Linked DNA regions of Zea mays: region 2 is linked to region 1. The links are chromatin contacts, called in public Hi-C maps. All regions are on one chromosome and are shown on one strand. The core of a region is the stretch at or near the end of the contact, and the rest is flanking DNA. Distances in the headings are between cores, read along the strand shown.

Region 1 (4,537 bases), core at 652-3,151:
ATTTTTCACCCTGATACCTTCCACCCTATGTGGATTACTACAAGCCCTTGTGTGGGAGGGCCACCAGACTTTCGTGCATAAGCAGATAAACACACTAATTCGTTCCATGTTTTCTAGCTCATATATGATGAATTGGCGGTACAATAAAGCCCTGTGCCATCTCCTACACTGAGACAAACTATCGCACTTCTATTTGGCATCCTTTTGCGGTGGTTTCATAAGGCCAGTTGGTTCTCAAGGAATTTATAAACAGTTGTATGCATTTCAACATGTCCACGAATCCACGGTGTAGATGGCATCTATCTGTTTAGTAGAAGTAGAAAATCCACGGTGGCTTCGTTCTGGCCCTGTCCGGGCCTGTGGCATCTCCTGGGCTGCGGTGGTGTGGTGCCACGAATTGTCTCTTTATCATCGACGTATAGATGGATGGGCAGGACAACAACATGTGAAGATGCATACGTACAATTGGAAAATGCATGTAATAGTATGCTGCCTCAAATTTGCAAGAATTTCGTAGCGCAACAATTGCGCGCCACTCACTTTCAGTTGAGGGGTTTGCAAGAATTTTGGTCCAAATTCAAATGCTCCAGAAAAGGAAGATGCAGGAGAAGGGAGGGGCGGGGGTCACTGAATGAACACAACTCACCATCTTACTCTGAACAGGAGCACCTGGCACTTGGTCATGGGCCCCACCACGGCCCCATCGGACGACCCCACAGCGCGCGGCGCCATCACGCCGTCATCGCACAGCAGCCTGAGCGGCACCATCCCCGTGCGCAGCGCCCCGACGCGGACGCCGACGTGGGCGTCCACGACCACCCTGAACCCCTGCCGCCGCCGCCGGTACCTGTCGCGCACGCGCGCCGCGACGGCGTCGTCGAGCACGACGCCCCTGGCGGTGGCCACGAACGCGACGGCGGCGACGCGGCGCGGCGCGTGGGCAAAGCCCCGCACGGGGGCCCACCCGAGCGCGACGTCGCCGTCGGGGTCGGCCAGCGCGACGCGGCCCTCGCCGTCGCCGTACCGGAACTCGACCCGCTCGTTGGGGTTCCACGACACGACGCGGGCGCCGACGGTGGCGTCCACGGTGGAGGCGTTGCTGCCGAGGCGGAGGCGCACGGGGGCCAGCGGCTGCAGGTGGAACGACGGCGCGCGCGGCCGGTAGTAGAGGTAGGCCAGGCAGGCGGCGGCCAGCGCCAGGCAGAGCGCGAGCAGCGCGAGGCCCGTGGCCAGGCAGCACGCGCGGCGGCACGAGCACCCGCGGCCGCGGCGGTGCGGGTGCGGCTGCTGCTGGCGGTACGCCCGCGGCTTCCGGGCACCGCCCGGGGGCGCCGGGTGCTGCTGCTGCTGCTGCTGGCGGTACTGGTGCGCCGGCGGCGGCTTGAGCGGGAGCACCTGCGGCGGCGCGAGCGTGGGCTTCTTGAAGGGCGACGCGGCCGGCCTGCTGCCGGGGGCCGGCGTCGTCGTTGTCGGCCTTGCCGCCGACGCCGCCTTAGGCCTCGGCTTGGACGGCAGGGGAGGCTTGGCCGACAGAGGCGGCTTCTCGGCCATGGCGCGCGCACGGTTCTTGGGCTTGGTGCGCGTGTGGTGATCGTAGTACCTATGTGCAGGTGCAGGGCGCAGAGAGGTGGGAGTGAAGTGATGGTTTGGTGCCTAGTTGCTGACTGATTAGCTGCTGCTGCAACTACTTGTAGTGGCAAACTGGCAATGGAATGCCTGGTGCTTGCTCATAAAAAAAAAAGATAGCTTGGGGAATTGGTGATGGCCGCTCGAGGACTCTTCTACTCTGCTCTACTGTGTCCAGTCAGTGTGGTGCTGCACTGGTGGTGTGGTACGCCGTACGCGTAGCTGGGCAGCTGGCCATAATGGGGAGCGTCCGTGCGCGTCGGTGTACCAGTGGGGTCCGGTGGCAGTGTGATAATGCTGTTAGCTTAGGATCAAAGTCAGCTGTTCGGAAGCGGTTCGGATTGATACAGCTACAATTTATAAAAACAAAATACAAAATATTGTATAAATAGTAGAAGTCGATACGGATTAAAACCAAACAACAGACTGAGACACAATACACTATTTGGGGATCCTATTTCTCGCACAATGGCTGCTGAGCTGGAAGGGAGTCTCCCAAAACTCCTAGTAATGGCAGGTATCATGTCCACACTATTAGACTATCTCCAACATGTAGTGTAAAATAGGGAACAATAAACTGTAGTTGACACTTTTTACAGAGGGTGTGATTGGTTCGCGTGCTCGCTAGGGTCAGGCGTGTGCCAGTCTGGGTGGGTGGCACACGCAGGGAGCCAGTCACACCGACGCGTGCATGCCATCTTCTACACACGCAGGGAGCCAGTCACGTGCTCGAGTGTTGTCAATGCACGCAGCAGGCATGGCCGTGGCTAGCACGACAACCAATCACACCCAGAGTGTACATTGAAATAGATAATGAGATATAAGATGTATAGAGGATCTGCTGAATATAGCCTTAGGCAACATTTTTTTATTTATTACATAATCTGTTAGATGCTCTAAAGAAGAGTGCAGTATGTATTTGAGACGAGGCTCTACGGGTATATTCTAACGTCGAGTCCGTGTGGGTGGGTGAGAGTAGACCTAATCATGGGCCAGCTGACCCGACTCGCCTAAAACAAACTCAGTCTAACCCAACCTGACCAATGTCGCGGACCGTCCGGACCGCGGACAGTCGGCTGTCTAAAAGTGTGCTCAGCGGGTCAGGTCAAGTGTAGATCCATGGATGAAATTTGACAACGAGTGAATGTAAAAACCATAGCCACCCACACACGTGGTTGTAACTGCCATCCCTAATAGATCCCAGCTAACCAACACAGGGAACGAGCTCACGAGCAGCAGAGATTGAGATGGATGCATGGATGTCGGTGATCAACTCATCAACATACAGGCCGCGGAAAGAAAAAACCAGAGATCGAGAAAACCCAATTGAAATGAAAAAGGTCGATCGATGAACCGACGTGGGGCATCGCACCGTGCTGGGTATCCATCGTTGGACGCGGCGTCCTTCTCGCCGCTGGGCCACACACCGCACGTCCATGCATCATCATCGTTTTCGTGGCTACGCGTTGGCGCCCACTTCGACCCAGGCCATGCATTATATCATATATAATTCCCCAACGGTCACACACGACAGACTAAAAACCAAACTATATATATATGTCACACAAGAGACTAAAAATAATTTAAATTTATGTCATCGAGAATATATTAGTCCTTGTAGGGAAAGGGACAAAACTTGGTCATGCATGCATAGCAAACCTTTGGACACTTTTTCCCCTGGATTCCGGCTCCTGTTTCTGATCACCACTTCCTCTGACGGACGCTGCTGCAGATCAGCAGAGATGCCTTTGCTTTGCTTGCAGCCGTGGCATTCTTCGGATTCAATCCTCTCCAGGCCGGATGGGACGACATATATCTGTCCCAAAATATAAAATATAATTCGTTTTAAACTAAACCCATTGACATAGCTTCACAAATCTATAGCTAAACACTCACAACTTCACTAAACTTGTATAAAGAATACAATGTATATCATACTCTCTCCCCGCTCCATTGCATCTTCATTACATAACATAACGTATGCAGTTTTCATAACTATGTTTATATACGTAATAAAATCAATATATCTAGAAAAGTGTATGGGTATGTTTTAAAATTTAGAAGAAAGCGAGCACTAAATAACAGTAAAGTGTTTCCATGTATATTAGTGAAGGCTAAGGATGGTTCGAACAAAACTATCTTTTTTTTTATTTGGTTATCCACAACCATTCATTTTCGTTGTGAAATTGCTCATCTAGCTAGCCTTTCTATTCTAACAATTTTCAATTGAAGGCACCTTCTCTTATGGACCGGGAGCCAACGGTTCACAAAACTCGCCGACACCATAAAAGACCCTATAAGCTAGCACCTCTTATAGATTTACACTGTTATCTAAAATATAGTTAAAATAATGTGTCTAGAAGAACCAAAATATTTTATGATCACAATAATTCCACGATAAATGCTGTGGGCCTATAATAAAGTTGGACCGATGAACCTCTAAGCGTGCATGCATGCCTCTTCAAAGATGCTTTCAACACTGTCACGTTTCGAATTTCGCTCGCTCGCTCGCTTTGCCATTTGTTTCCTTAGCCAACCCAATCAAGTGTGTGCCGTACGCGCGCGTCTAGTCTAGCGTATATATTAAACAAAATTTTTATGGGTGGGTGGGTACACTGTTGTACGATGTGACATGGGATTGCGGTCGGTCGACCAACAGCAAAATAGTTCGTCAGTTCGACGCGCGCGCGCGCACACATAAGACATATATACGTTGTTGGCTATATCATAACTTATTCTATAGATATTTTAATTTACGATAAAAGTAAATATACATTTACAATATATATGTTACTAGGATTTTAACATTTATTATAATGTTATAGTCATCGGTTAGAAGAACTATAATAACTACTATAACTTAAAGTGGCTACAAAATAAATTATTTTTATAATCTATTATAGAAGTATGT
Region 2 (4,537 bases), core at 1,382-3,881, 140 kb after region 1:
AAACACTTATTTTAACAGCTCATTCTTATTTTATAAAATTATATTTTTACACTAACTTAAATCCAAAAATTGGATACATCAAACAAAGTTTATGCTTCCGCATGAATGCATCAAACACTTGACAAGATTTTATCTAATCAAGAAATTGTTCCATTCATTTATGTCACCATTTCATTATTTGAAAATAATACCTTTTAATATCTATTGGAAATTATTAATTCAAACTAAGTTGTTTTCAACTGATGGATTTAGGGTGTTATAATGTTCTTTTAAGCATCATTGTCTTTACTTTCTTATTTTAGAGCTCAAGTTGCACAAAGTCATCCCCGGACCTTACAAGTCCTTGTGCAAATGATGCATATGTTTAGGGGAGGATATGCTACAACTTGACCCTTTGAGACTAATGTGTTTGTTTCAGTACTTATGATATAGTCTTAAAGATGGATTAAAAGGGAAAAGGTGGACTTGGACAAAGAAAAGGCTTCCACTACATTACGGTAACAATGTCCTTTGTTACAAGTCACTATTGTATTCTCCCATTGCCCTTGGTTTTATTTGCAATCTTTGGCAAGGCAATGGGGTTAAAAAGGCCACTAGTTCTTCAGTTTTGGTGCTTAATGCCAAAGGGGGAGAAGTTAAGGCCAAAGCAACTGGATCAACTAACACTTGTGAATTTTCAAAAATTTAACTGTTAGTATACTTGGTTTTTTATCAAAACCCTCTTATTGCAAAAACTACTCTCTTGTAGGGGGGATTTGATTATGGAGAAAGGGGGAGTTTCTGGCTTTTTGATCAAAACTAGTATTGAAAGATATATTAATTTGCCAAAACAAAGTGTTTTTGACATAGAAATAGGAAAATGAATTTGCTTTGTGAAAACAAACCAAGTGGTGGCAAAAATGATCCAAATATGCCAAATCCTATGATAATTTAATTGGTTTTAAGTTTGACATCAATTTGTACTTTTTAGCTCGCATTTTGGATATGTTAGTGCATTTTGAGTTGCTTTGATGTGTTGGCATGAATCACCAAAAAGGGGGAGATTGAAAGGGAAATGTGTCCTTGGGCCATTTCTATATTGTTTTGGTGATTAGATGATCAACACATTTTGTTTAGACTAACATCATCTAATGTGAGAAATGAGCATAGGTACTTAAAAGCAAATTGAGCTTGGGAGAAGGCAAAATACAAATCTATATGGGACAAAGTGAAAAAGGTAAGCTCTGGACACTTAGTCAATTGTTTTGGTTACTAATCATATTTGTCTAAGTGCTAGAGACTTTATGAAGTCAAGCCAAAAGGAGTAAAAGAGAATAAGATTGAAAAAGAAGAAAGTGGGTTAGGATGCATTGCACCGGACGGTCTGGTGCCACCCACCGGACGGTCCGGTGGACAGTCCGGTGCATGGTCTGTCGTACTGCTTGCTCTCGAGAATTTCAGCATGCGTCGGCTATAATTCACCGGACTGTCCACGTGGAGCGCCTCGGACCAACGGTCACATGGTGCACCGGACGGTCTGGTGCCCCCAGAAGCAGAAAGTAGCCAATCAAGGGATTCTTTGTTGTTGCACTGTTCACTGTCCGGTGTGCACTGGACAGTCCGGTGCACCCGCGGACAGAAGGCAACCAGAGTCTTCCAAATTGAGCTTCATCGGCTCCTAGGTCCCTTGGGGCTACAAAAGAGACGCCTAGGCGCATGAAGCTCTATACCAAGCATCCATTGAACATTCTACAACATCGAGACAGTGCGATCACGCTTTTGGTTTGATAGTTTGAGATTTGAGCAAGTTTGAGCTGTAATTTCGATGTGTTGTCTCTTGTGGTCCTCTCTCAACGTGTGTGCGTATGTTGCTTTGATTTTGTCTCTTGTGTGCGTTTTTACTCCCCCTTACTCTTGTGGTTTATTTGAGATCAACTCTGTAAGGCGTGAGAGACTCTAAATTGTGAAGATTCCTCACAACAGGAAAAGCTTGTGATAAGAAAGAGATCCGTTGTGCTCAAGTTGATCATTGGATCACTTGAGAGTGGTTGAGTACAACCTTTGTCCATTGGGACGCCACAACATGGAGTAGGCGAGTATTTTACGCTGGACCGAACCACGGGCTAAAATCGATGTGTCGCTTGTCTAAGTTACTTTACGTTATTGTGATTCTACTCTTTCTAGCACTTCACTTACAATATTGCTCTAGGTTTAATACTCACCTTGTGAGAATAATTAAGTGAAGAAGTTCTCTCGTCTCATCCTCTTCATTTAGACTTGGTTTTTTATCTCACTAATTCAATATCAGACCAAGTTTGTTTTGTTGAACTATTTTTTACAGATCACCTATTCCCCTCTCTAGGTGGTCAAATGTGGCAAAAAAAAAGGTCAAATGGATTATAATTTAGAACGGTGGGAGTAGTATATGTTATGGTGATCTTGCTGGGTGAAGGAACTGATATGATATCGTAACTTCACGACCTGCAATAGTGAATTTAATTTTCTAAAGAAAATGTTGATGCGGGTGCCGACGCTGGTTGCACCGACAGCCGGGAAGAAAGCGAGCGGTGGCAGCCTGGGTAGGGGAGGATCCGCCGGCAGGACAGGGACGTTGGCAGTGGCCGCACACCCGCGCCCTGCCTCAACTCCAGTGGCACCTCGCTGTTGCGATGCGTCGCGGGCCTATTGCAACGTCGGCCGGGCTGGGCTGGACGGCGACCCCCTAGCTAGCGCGGCGACCGGCAATGCAGCTTTCTCCACGTGTGATTGTGAGCAGCATGTGTCTGGCACGTCTTGCGCTGTCGGTTCGATTCTCGTATCCGCGTCCGTGCTGGCGTGCACACCCTACGCATCTCATCAACTTGTATTTGTATATACTAGGAATAAATAAGCCATTATACACCCTGCGCCGTTACGGAGGCAAACAAGCTCATTGGCAGTGAGATACCGGCAAATCTGGAAACTTGCAGCGAACTGGAACTCGTGAGGTTTCCCATCCGATATCTTTTTCATCTGTCGTAACAACTACCACTATACAGAGACCATTGCTCTAGGGTTGCTTTATCGTAAGCTCGGCTCTCAGATGCAGCATCCCATCCACGAAGAAGAGGCTGTCATCGGCCAAGAACTTCTGCCATGGGATTGCAAAGAGATTCCTGTATCCAACAGCCTTTCCACCGGTGAATGTGTAGTTACCCTTGTACTTGCTCACAAACTCGCCGGATGGTCTCGTCCTTGCAGCGAACTCGTAGTCCACTGTCACACTCGTGGAGCCCTTCTCTTGCATCCCCAGGAAGAGCCCGAAGCAGTAGAACGCGCTTTGCTGCTCCATGTTACAGTGAGCCGAGAGGAAGAAACCCTGCCCTGCAAGGTGGAACGCTTGCGAGTATATCCGCCCTGCAGGAAAGAGTCGAGAGCACTCGTCGCGCTTGAGATCCAAGTATGCTATGCACTGTGGGTAGGGCCGATCAAACTCAACAACTTTGAGTGGTCTGTACTTGTAAGCCCGCTCGGCGAATTTCCGGCAGGTTATTGCGTCCGCTGCAAGAGCTCGTTGCCGGTGTGGTGCATCAGCTTTGAACAGAAGAGCCTCGGTGACACACTTGGTTGCTTGCTCGTGGTCTATATCTGTGCAGGCTAGGACCTTCCGCAGCTTCCTACACGTCATATGACTGAATCGCACAAGAGGGAGCAGCCGAGAACTAAGGACCTCACGTCTCTCTTCTGATTTCGGGTATTGTGCACGGGCCCATCTGAGTAAGAAGTCATAGATGGTATCTTCAGATGCCACCTGGAGGTCATTACTTGACAAGATGGCTTCGATTCCAGCACGAGGGATGTTCATCACTTCATCTTGGAACCTGAAATGAGAGAGAGAGAGAAAAAACCACCTTCAGTATGTTCACAATGATCTTGTCAGGACAATGTTGGGCTAAACTTTCCGTAAGTAAAAATAGGTCCCCATCCCAATGTACTACCTCCATCTTTTTTATATTTGACGCCAAACAGTACAAAAATAAACTACAAAACGTCAAATAAAAAAATATGGAGGGAGTATATCACTCACTTAATCAAATCCTTGTACTTTACAGCGAGAAAATCCTTAGCTGCATCTGTCAGAGGTTGAACTGCAGCTGCCATTGAAACTGAGCAAGGGAGATCTAGGTAGAGAAGTGCAGATTCTGTGGTCATCTGCAAGCTTGTGAGCAACTGGCTGCAGTACCTCATGCATGAAACAACCTCAAATTTGTCGGCAGCCATCAAGATATCCAGAAGAAGAGTGGGCTCAGTAGTTGTCAACTTTCCACTATACATAAAGCTTAAAAGCTCCATGAGGGCAATTTCCTCTGTTCCAAGAGAATTAAGAAAAATAAAGGATGACGCACAAAGCAAAGATCCACTAGAGAACGGTATTTTTTTTTTTGTGCCTGTGTTTATGGCAACTGTTTCACATATACAAATGACTAAAGCTGTACGTAAAAGGCTAGACAAAAATATCCATTTAGTAGGTAAAGTAACGAGGGAAGAAGAGTAGGAAATTTCATTATCAAAGAAAAAA

Evidence for each region. A called contact is a pair of places that touch in the nucleus more often than the background predicts.
Region 2: a contact with region 1 is called in a Hi-C map of leaf, with 8 times the contacts expected there. The contact joins the enhancer-like site here to the promoter of LOC103654712 in region 1. A contact is called at or near these places in 12 of 25 Hi-C or Micro-C datasets (bundle sheath, ear, endosperm and 5 more) and 1 of 3 datasets of contacts at active chromatin or transcription factors (leaf).

The regions. Positions count from the first base shown.
Region 1 is chr4:230,076,928-230,081,464 of Zm-B73-REFERENCE-NAM-5.0, forward strand. It overlaps LOC103654712, which reads right to left and starts at 1,902. Exons shown (of 2, transcript XM_008681549.3): 1 at 647-1,902. The coding sequence starts at 1,551.
Region 2 is chr4:230,212,845-230,217,381 of Zm-B73-REFERENCE-NAM-5.0, forward strand. It overlaps LOC100279559 (BTB/POZ domain-containing protein POB1), which reads right to left. Exons shown (of 6, transcript NM_001152556.1): 5 at 4,046-4,325; 6 at 2,898-3,839. The coding sequence ends at 3,029. Among protein-coding and RNA genes, the nearest start is that of LOC100279559, 16 kb to the right of the region's middle. Within about 2 kb of position 2,632, at least 20 of the 20 cell types and tissues checked have an H3K27ac peak or open chromatin away from gene starts, as enhancers often do. A contact at or near this core is called in bundle sheath, ear, endosperm and 4 more, where this site is marked.